Linked DNA regions of Sus scrofa: all the other regions are linked to region 1. The links are chromatin contacts, called in public Hi-C and HiChIP or PLAC-seq maps. All regions are on one chromosome and are shown on one strand. The core of a region is the stretch at or near the end of the contact, and the rest is flanking DNA. Distances in the headings are between cores, read along the strand shown. Region 1 overlaps CLASP1 (CLIP-associating protein 1). Region 2 has its middle 23 kb from the start of NIFK. Region 3 has its middle 12 kb from the start of CLASP1.

Region 1 (2,835 bases), core at 122-2,621:
TGTTAAAATCAGTAAACCAGTACTGATTATTATTAACTAAAGTCCATAGTTTATTCAGGTCTTAATTTTTAACTGTTACCCATTATCAATTCCAGGATCCCATCCATTTAATTGTTGTGTCTCTTAGGCTCCCCTTGGCTGTGACAATTTCTGACTTCCTGTTTTCGATGTGTACCAGTTAGGTGTTAGGATGACCCTTCTATTGCGATTTGATATTCTTCTCATGGTTAAACGGGCCTTTGGATTTTTTAGGTGAACGATCATAGACCTAAACTGCCACTTTAATCACATTAGAAGCATACATACTACCAATGTGTTGACTGTGATCACCTGGTTGAGGTGATATTGTCAGGTTTTTCTGCGCTACTACAGTCACCCTCCGCCCCCCACTTCGGTGCTGTCCTCTTGGGAAAGAATACCTAAACCTCTGTGGCTCACAAGTTATTATTTCAGTGTTTTATATCATTACAGACTAAAAATAAAACTTGTCACAAACCAGTGCTCTCTTTAGAAAAATTTAAAAAATTTACGTTTTTCAGTATCTTCAAATGGTCAGTCTCTTGCAAGGGTAGTTTTGTATTCTGGTGATAACTGGTCCAGTTTTGATTTCTCAGTTTTGAAGCAGTGGATTTTAAGGCTAAGTAGAAAAGCCAATAGTTTTTGCTTTTATGAGCCGTGAAACTAACGTCAGCCTGATGCAAGATTCAGAGTTTCTTCTGACTATAACTGGTTTGTGCTGAGGTCGTTTGGAACCGTGTTTAATATATTGTGCAGTGCAAACGTGCTTCCTATCGGAAGGGTTATTTTAATTTACCTTTAGTGGATTATTCCAAATCTGAAATCATAGGGGAAGTTACTGAAATGTTGGGTCTCCATTAATTGACATGTTGAAAGCTACAGCGAGCGGGAGCACCCTCTACAGGTTAGTAGTGTAACCAAAAAGACGCAAGACTAGTTTCCTCTTCGTTATTACTTTTGAACTAAAAAGTAGTGGAAAAGAGGTTTCATCTTTTTTCCAAAAATTGCACCAAGATAAAGCAGAGCTCTAACCGGTGCGGGTGTGTTGTTTAGGCGTTAGCAGTACTGCCCTCACTATGCGTTCATTGGACAGTAGCGCAACCCCAAGAAAAGGATGGTTGAATGATGGCGCCGTTCGCGCCGGGAGCTCCAAGCACCAATACCAGGTTTGCTTGTGGTGACTAATCCGGACGTCCCGCCCCAGTCGCCTAGTAGCTGTTGTACCTCTGTTGATCACAGCTCCCCGAGCAAACCACCTGCTCCTCGTTTTCTGGGGCTTTGAAGGTCGCAAAGAGACCGCTCAGTGTTACCCAGAAGGCCACGCGCCGGTATTGAGCTTATTTGCATACGTGCTCCTGCCGGGGCGGGGCTGACAGGGGGCAGGGCCGCGCGCGCTCACGCCCTTGTCAGATGGCGGCCGGGACGTAGTTCTGCTGCCGCAGTGGTGGTTGATTCGGGTCTTGTCACCGACTATTACATATTCGAGGCATTAACAGCCCCCTTGGGCAATAGCAGTTCTCCTCATGACGCCCAATTTTACCATGCCTGTGGGCGCGCGTTCTCAGGCCCTCGGGATGCGTCTGAGCCAGCAGTGCTGGGGGGGGTCCGGGGTTCGGCAGGCGGGGGCGCCCCGGGCCGGCAGCTGACGCGTGCCCGCTGTTTCCCGTTGCAGGTGGCTCTTCTGGGCATGGACATCCTATCCGCGCTGGTCACCCGGCTGCAGGATCGCTTCAAGGCGCAGATCGGCACAGGTGAGCTGCAGGCGGGCGTGGGCTTTCCTCTCTAGCCTCCACGTCCCGCTCCTCAGCCTTCTGCTCCAGCCTCTACCCTTGTCCCTCCTGCGGGTTCCCCAGCTTTCCCCTCCATCCCCGACTCCGCCTCCTCCCCTGTCTTACCCTCCAGCCCCCGCCCCTGGCCAGCCCACGCCGCTCCTGCATCTTTAGATGCCAGGGCTGCACCGCCGCCCTCCCTCACCTACTGGGCGCCCCACCCGCCGCCTCACCACGCCTCCTGGCGCCCTCCCGGCTTTCCACACCTTTCTGCTGGTCTCTTCCACCTTTCTGCTCTAGTTACAAACTATTACTTCTATTTCTTTTGCCCGTTAGCTCTCACACTGTGGTGCCTGTCCCTAACTCTTGACTTTGAGTTTCTATTTTTTTTTTATTACTCAATGAATTTATCACATCTGTAGTTGTATAATGATTATCACAATCCAGTTTCACAGGATTTCCATCCCACAACCCAAGCACATCCCCCCACCCCCCAAACTGTCTCCTCCGGAGACCATAAGTTTTTCAAAGTCTGTGAGTCAGCATCTGTTCTGCAAAGAAGTTCAGTCTGTCCTTTTTTTCAGATTTGACTTTGAGTTTCTTTGAGAACTCTGGAGACCGGATGTCCTTTCCAGATTATTGTTGGTGTGATTGTTTTCACTTTGGTTGTAAATGTCATTACAAGTGTGTGGTAAATCATCACTCATTTTGAAGGAAAAACCCTAAGTTGGTAAAATGAAATAAAAATATCTGCAGGTTTCATACATTAAGAGATGATTTAATTCCTGATGTCTGGACATCCATGACAGTATAAATATTAAGCAGCTCTGTTTGTGCAATATTTCCTTATAGAATTTCTCCATTTCAGTGGGTGCGCATAGACTTGTTCTATTCGGTTAACTCTCTGGGTAGTGTGCATCTTTAGATAAAGTCAGGCACTCTTCCTACTCTGGCACAGGCTGTCCAGCGACAAATAAAAATCCCCCTCACTTTTTGATTCTAATACTATTCTATTTTCCTCCGAAATTAGCTGGATTATTCAGGGCTA
Region 2 (2,835 bases), core at 170-2,669, 120 kb before region 1:
CGATCACTGTCACAGGTCAGAGAGTGTGAGCTGTGAGGAGCAAGGGACACCCCACCGGAGTGACCACTCACTTGTCCCTCTCCCTGGGACTAGGTCTTTGTGTGCCCACCCCCACCTCCTCTTCCACACCCAGCAGCCAGTAGCACAGGACAGGTGCCCAGGAACATGGGTGACTAATGACAGTGAAAATGGGAGAAATGCCTCAGCTCACTGGGAAGGAGGAGAGCAAAGGAGAAGGTTGTCTTTTTTCTTTCTTTTCTTTTTTGGGCCACTCCTGAGGCATATAGAAGTTCCCAGGCTAGGGTTTGAATTTGAGTTGCAGCTGCTGGCCTACATCACAGCTCCAGCAATGCCAGATTGAAGCCAATTCTGCAACCTGCACCACAGCTCACAGCAATGCTGGATCCTTAACCCGCTGAGCGAGGGCAGGGATCAAACCCACATCCTCATGGATACTGGTCAGATTTGTTTCCGCTGTGCCACAACAGGAACTCCTATATATCTATTCTTTTTCAGACTCTTTTCTCTTTCTTTCTTTTTTTTTTTTTTTCTTTTTCTTTTTACAGCTGAACCTATGGCATGTGGAACTTTCCAGGCTAGAAGTCAAATTGGAGCTGCAGCTGCCAGCCTGTACCACAGCTACAGCAGTGCAGAATCCGGCCCCATCTGTGGCCTACACCACAGTTTGTGGAAATACCAGATCTTGAACCCACTGATCAAATCCAGGGATTGAACCCACATCCTCACGGAGACTGTGTCGGGTCCTTAACTCGCTGAGCCACAGCAGGAACTCCCAGACTCTTTCCTTTATATGTTATTACAAGATATTGGGTAGAGTTCTCTGTGCTCTAGGATCGTGTTGTTTCAAGTAACAGATTTTTGAAAAACTGACAGATTTGAAACAAATACCATCTTGAAAGGGTCAAGTCTTATCAGAACAAGCAGCACTGGAAATTCTACTGCCAGAGAGCAGCTTGAGAGCCCTGCTGGGAAAGAAGCAGACGTCCCAATACATCCCTGGTCCAGTCAGGCTGACATGGCCCAGCGCTGGCGCTGCAGGGGCTGAAGGACATTCCTGTGGCCCCAGTGAATTCGGGAAATAGAAACCTTCCTTCCCTCCTGAGGTCCTCATGTGAACAGGTGTAGCTTCCAAAAGTCTCAGCAAGCTGAAGACAGGGGCTCTGGGAAGCCTGCGGGGAGTGCTTGACACCTGTTTTGCTAGTACTATGCAAGGAAGACCATAGTTACTTTTGCCACCCCCCCCCAAGTGTGATCTGTGGGGGAGCCCCCCCACCTCCCGCATGCATTGTAAACATGTCTTAAATAATTTGCCCCTCTTTTCCTGGTTAAACATTACCCACAGCTGCCTGCTAGATGGAAAAAGTGGCCAGCAAATCACGGAGCAGGTATGTGTCAGTGAGGAATGTCCCATCAGCCAGCAGGGACGCTGACCCTTGGTTTAACAGCCTGGGGGTGGGAGGCCATAAAGTCATTTGTGCAAACTGTTGGGTTTGCTTCATGGCTCCTGCCAGAACAAGTCCTTTCTCTGATGTTGTAAGGACCCCACACACATTCAGCAGGCAGGTCCTTTAAGTGAACTATAGGGGCCAGTGGCAAGGTTATTTGTTTTTACTTCAAAAAACCATGTTTTCAGAACAAATTAAAAATTTGTTCTGGGAGTTCCCATTGTGGCTCAGTGGTAACAAACCCAGCTAGAATCCATTAAGGATGTGGGTTCGATCCCTGGCCTCTCTCAGTGGACTAAGGATCCAGCGTTGCCACGAGCTGTGGTGTAGGTCACAGACACAGCTCGGATCCCTTGTGGCTGTGGCTGTGGTGCAGGTTGGCAGCTGCAGCTCCAATTTGATCCCTAGCCTGGGAACTTCGTGTGCCGTGGGTGGGGCCCTGAAAAAAGAATTTATTTTGGAGTTCCCGTTGTGGCTCAACAGGTTAAGAACCCGATGCAGTATCCATGAGGATGCGGGTTCAATCCCTGGCCTTGCTCAGTGGGTTAAGAATCCAGCATTGCCACAAGCTGTGGGGTCACAGCTACAGCTCGGATCCCTTGTTGCTAGGCTGGCAGTTGCAGCTCCAATTTGACCAACTCGCCTGGGACGTTCCATATGCTGAGGATACAGCTCTAAAAAGCAAAAAATAAAAAATTAAATTAAATTTTAAAAAATAAAAATTTCTTCTTTCTAGTGCATTGTAGCTTCCCTTTATTTTCCCCTCAATGGATCTTTTTTTTAAAAAAAAATTGAAGTTCCCGTCGTGGTGCAGTGGTTAACGTATCCGACTAAGAACCATGAGGTTGCGGCTTCGGTCCCTGCCCTTGCTCAGTGGGTTAACGATCCGGCCGTGAGCTGTGGTGTAGGTTGCAGACGAGGCTCGGATCCCGCATTGCTGTGGCTCTGGCGTAGGCTGGCGGCTACAGCTCTGATTAGACCCCTAGCCTGGGAACCTCCATATGCCGCGGGAGCGGCCCAAAGAATTAGCAAAAAGACAAAAAAAATAAAAATTAAAAAATTTTTTAAAATTAAAAAAATTATGTGAGTATAATGGATTTATAATGTTGTGTTAGTTTTAGGTTGCAAAGTGATTCAGTCCTACACATACCTATTCTTTTGCAGATTCTTGTTCACTATAGGTTATTACATGATATTGAGCAGAGTTCCCTGAGCTCTATAGCAGGTACTTATTGATAATCTATTTTATATATAATACTGTTTATCTAATAATCCCAAACTCCTAATTTATCCCTCCCCCCAAAATAAGCTTTAATGTCACTTCATTTATGGTACTTATTGCTGGAGAGGTTGACAGTACTTAAAATAC
Region 3 (2,835 bases), core at 216-2,715, 92 kb before region 1:
TCCTTAACCCACTGAGGACAGGGATCAAACCCGCATCCTCATGGATGCTAGTCTGGTTCTTAACCTGCTGAGCCACAACCAGAACTCCCTCCTTAGCTTTCTTTGACTCACCCACACCTGCTAAGTGGCCCCCTTTATGTTCTATTGTTGTAATTACTATAGAGTAATTGCCAGCAATGCTCACCCAGGGGCACATCAAATTCTGGCTATGGAGAGTCTCTCAGATGATGTATAAAGGAAAGCAAATTGCCCTTTCATTTGATTTTTTTCTTTCTTAAAATTTTTATTTTATTTTACTTTTTAATTTTTTTAAATTTATTTTTTTATTTGATTTTTTTCTTAAAAATGTTTTTTTCTACTAGAGTTGATTTACAGTATTTCGTCAACTTCTGTAGAGTAAAGTGACCCAGTCATACATATTTATACATTTTTTTCTCATTTTATCTTCCACCAGGGCCTCATTGCTTATGATTTTTTTCTTTTTATGGCTGTCGCCATGGCATAGGGAAATTCCCAAGCTAGGAACTGAAACAGAGCTGCAGCTACTGGCCTACACCACAGCTACAGCAACACCGGTGGATCCAAGCTGGATCTGTGAACTACACCACAGCTCACGGCAATGCTGGATCCTTAACCCACTGAGCAAGGCCAGGGATCAAACCTGCATTCTCACGGTCACTGTGTCAGGTTCTTAACCCGCTGAGGCACAACAGGAACTCCTGATTTTGAAAGCCTCTAATTGGCTCTTTGCATTTGGATGGGTAGGTTGGGCCACTGTAATTTGGCACAGTCCGATGTTACTTGAGAGACCTCACTGATGGCAACTCCAAAGGAAAGCCTAAAACTTAAACTCTATTATGGGCTGCTTTTTGGAATTTGCTTTTTATCCTTATAAAGGGGGTGAGGAATGGTCCGCAAAAAGCCTGAATAGATCCGGATTCAGACACACTGGGCAACAGGTAAAGCTTAAAGGACTATTCAATCACGTGTTTGGCATCAGAGCTGCCCATAGAACCTCCTGGATTTGTCATGCTTCTTGCAGTTAGAAACCCGACTTTCATGCCACCTTTGTTACCCAGAAGTAGGTTTTTGTAATATAAATTACACCACTTGTGACAACACTGGAAACTGGAACTGTCCTCTCCATTAAAGATGGAGTGACTTTGGAGCTTGTGACTAGGTTAAGTGGCTTGTCTGGATCATGCAGTGAGTTGACAGCTAGGGGTGCATCCCTGACCCTATCACTTCTATGCCAGCAGCCACAGTAGTGTTTCCAGAGGGGCACCCCAGTAGCAGAACACCTGGCCAGGTGAGGAAGCCCATGAGAGGCGCGCCAGACACCTATACTATCTTCAGCGGGTGATACTTACTTGTAAGTCAGGTAATGAATGTAATTGCACTCCAGGGAGTGGTTGCCAACGTGATTTAGCAAACTTGTTTCTCATCTCCTATTTTTATCACATGCAAAAGACACACCCGCCTTTGCCTGCACATTTCTGTAACACACACCACTTCTCTAGCAAAGGGACTACTGTGTCCTGAGCAGTGCAAATCCAGGTTCCATGGGGGCTGTGATGCCCATGTGGATAGACTATCTTGTTGCTGTTCTTCTTGAATTTTAGTTCTAGAGATATAAAATATTTTCTTCTTCACTGAGATTCTTGAAGAAGATGAAGTAAAGCTATCCAATTAGATGTAAGTACTTATTACTAAAGTATTTAGGCTAACCTGGATTAGAAGATATTTCCTGAGTCATAGGAAGAGAAAGAAATCTTCTCACCCAGACTTTAGTGATTTCTGTTTGTTAGGGCATGCTACCAAATCCTTTAAGAAGTTGTTAAAATTTACAAAAATATATGTTTGAAGAATACAGTCATACATTTAAAAAATGACTGGAGTTCCTGCTGTGGCACAAGGGGATCAGCAGCATCTCTGCAGCACCAGGACAAAGATTTGATTCTTGGCCCAACACAGTGGATTAAAAGATTAGCAGTTGCTGCAGCTGCGGTGTAGGATGCAACAGCAGCTCAGATATGATCCCTGGCCTGGGAACTCCATGTGCCTTGGGGTAGCCAAAAAAGAAAAAAGGAGAAAAATGCTTGCCAAAAATTTTTATGACCCAGAGATAATCATTTGCTAATATTTAAAAAAAATTTTTTTTTCATTTTAGATGGTTTACAGTGTTCTGTCAACTTTCTACTGTACAGCATGGGGACCTGGTTACACATACATGTATAGATTCTTTTTTCTCACATTATTATGCTCCATCACAAGTGACGAGACATAGTTCCCAGTGCTATACAGCAGGCATTTGCTAATATTTTGATGTATTTGCTTGCAGAACATTTTCTTTCTTTTTTTCAGTCTTCTGTCTGTATTTCTTTTTTGCTATTTAGGGCCACACCTGTGGCATATGGAGATTCCCAGGCTAGGGGTCCAATTGGAGCTACAGATGCCTGCCTCTGCCAGAGCCACAGCAACAACATCAGACCTGAGCCACATCTGCAACCTACACCACAGCTCGTGGCAACACCGGATCCTTAACTCTCTGAGCGAGTCCAGGGATCGAACGTGGAACCTCACGGTTCCTAGTTGGATTCGTTTCTACTGCGCCATGACGGGAACTCCTGCAGAACATTTTCTATGCCCAAGCTGAACTTCCTACATGAGCTAATACCTAGGCACCTAGCAATCTAAGTAAAACATAACCAGAAAGTAGATACCAAGAGGTAGAGCTGAAGATACTAATAAAAAATGTCATCCTCAAAATTGCGGGAAAAAATCAAGAAAAGGCATACAATCGTAAAGGTGGTAGGGCCTTAGAGGCTCCAAGCA

The links. Hi-C and Micro-C count contacts between places; a contact is called where the count stands out from the background. HiChIP or PLAC-seq counts read pairs in DNA pulled down with a chosen protein or histone mark.
Region 2: a contact with region 1 is called in a Hi-C map of fetal liver, with 2.3 times the contacts expected there. The contact joins two enhancer-like sites. A contact is called at or near these places in 1 of 5 promoter capture datasets (liver), 24 of 47 Hi-C or Micro-C datasets (adipose tissue, alveolar macrophages, blood and 13 more) and 2 of 2 datasets of contacts at active chromatin or transcription factors (alveolar macrophages and skeletal muscle).
Region 3: an H3K27ac HiChIP or PLAC-seq map of skeletal muscle shows a contact between it and region 1. The contact joins two enhancer-like sites. A contact is called at or near these places in 4 of 47 Hi-C or Micro-C datasets (embryonic fibroblasts, omental adipose tissue and skeletal muscle) and 2 of 2 datasets of contacts at active chromatin or transcription factors (alveolar macrophages and skeletal muscle).

The regions. Positions count from the first base shown.
Region 1 is chr15:29,860,885-29,863,719 of Sscrofa11.1, forward strand. CLASP1 (CLIP-associating protein 1) reads left to right here. Exons shown (of 38, transcript XM_021075175.1): 4 at 1,691-1,769. Among named protein-coding and RNA genes, the nearest start is that of CLASP1, 80 kb to the left of the region's middle. Within about 2 kb of position 1,372, at least 80 of the 83 cell types and tissues checked have an H3K27ac peak or open chromatin away from gene starts, as enhancers often do. A contact at or near this core is called in fetal liver and skeletal muscle, where this site is marked.
Region 2 is chr15:29,742,787-29,745,621 of Sscrofa11.1, forward strand. No RefSeq gene overlaps it. Among named protein-coding and RNA genes, the nearest start is that of NIFK, 23 kb to the left of the region's middle. Within about 2 kb of position 1,420, at least 3 of the 83 cell types and tissues checked have an H3K27ac peak or open chromatin away from gene starts, as enhancers often do. A contact at or near this core is called in fetal liver, where this site is marked.
Region 3 is chr15:29,769,111-29,771,945 of Sscrofa11.1, forward strand. No RefSeq gene overlaps it. Among named protein-coding and RNA genes, the nearest start is that of CLASP1, 12 kb to the right of the region's middle. Within about 2 kb of position 1,466, at least 1 of the 83 cell types and tissues checked has an H3K27ac peak or open chromatin away from gene starts, as enhancers often do. A contact at or near this core is called in skeletal muscle, where this site is marked.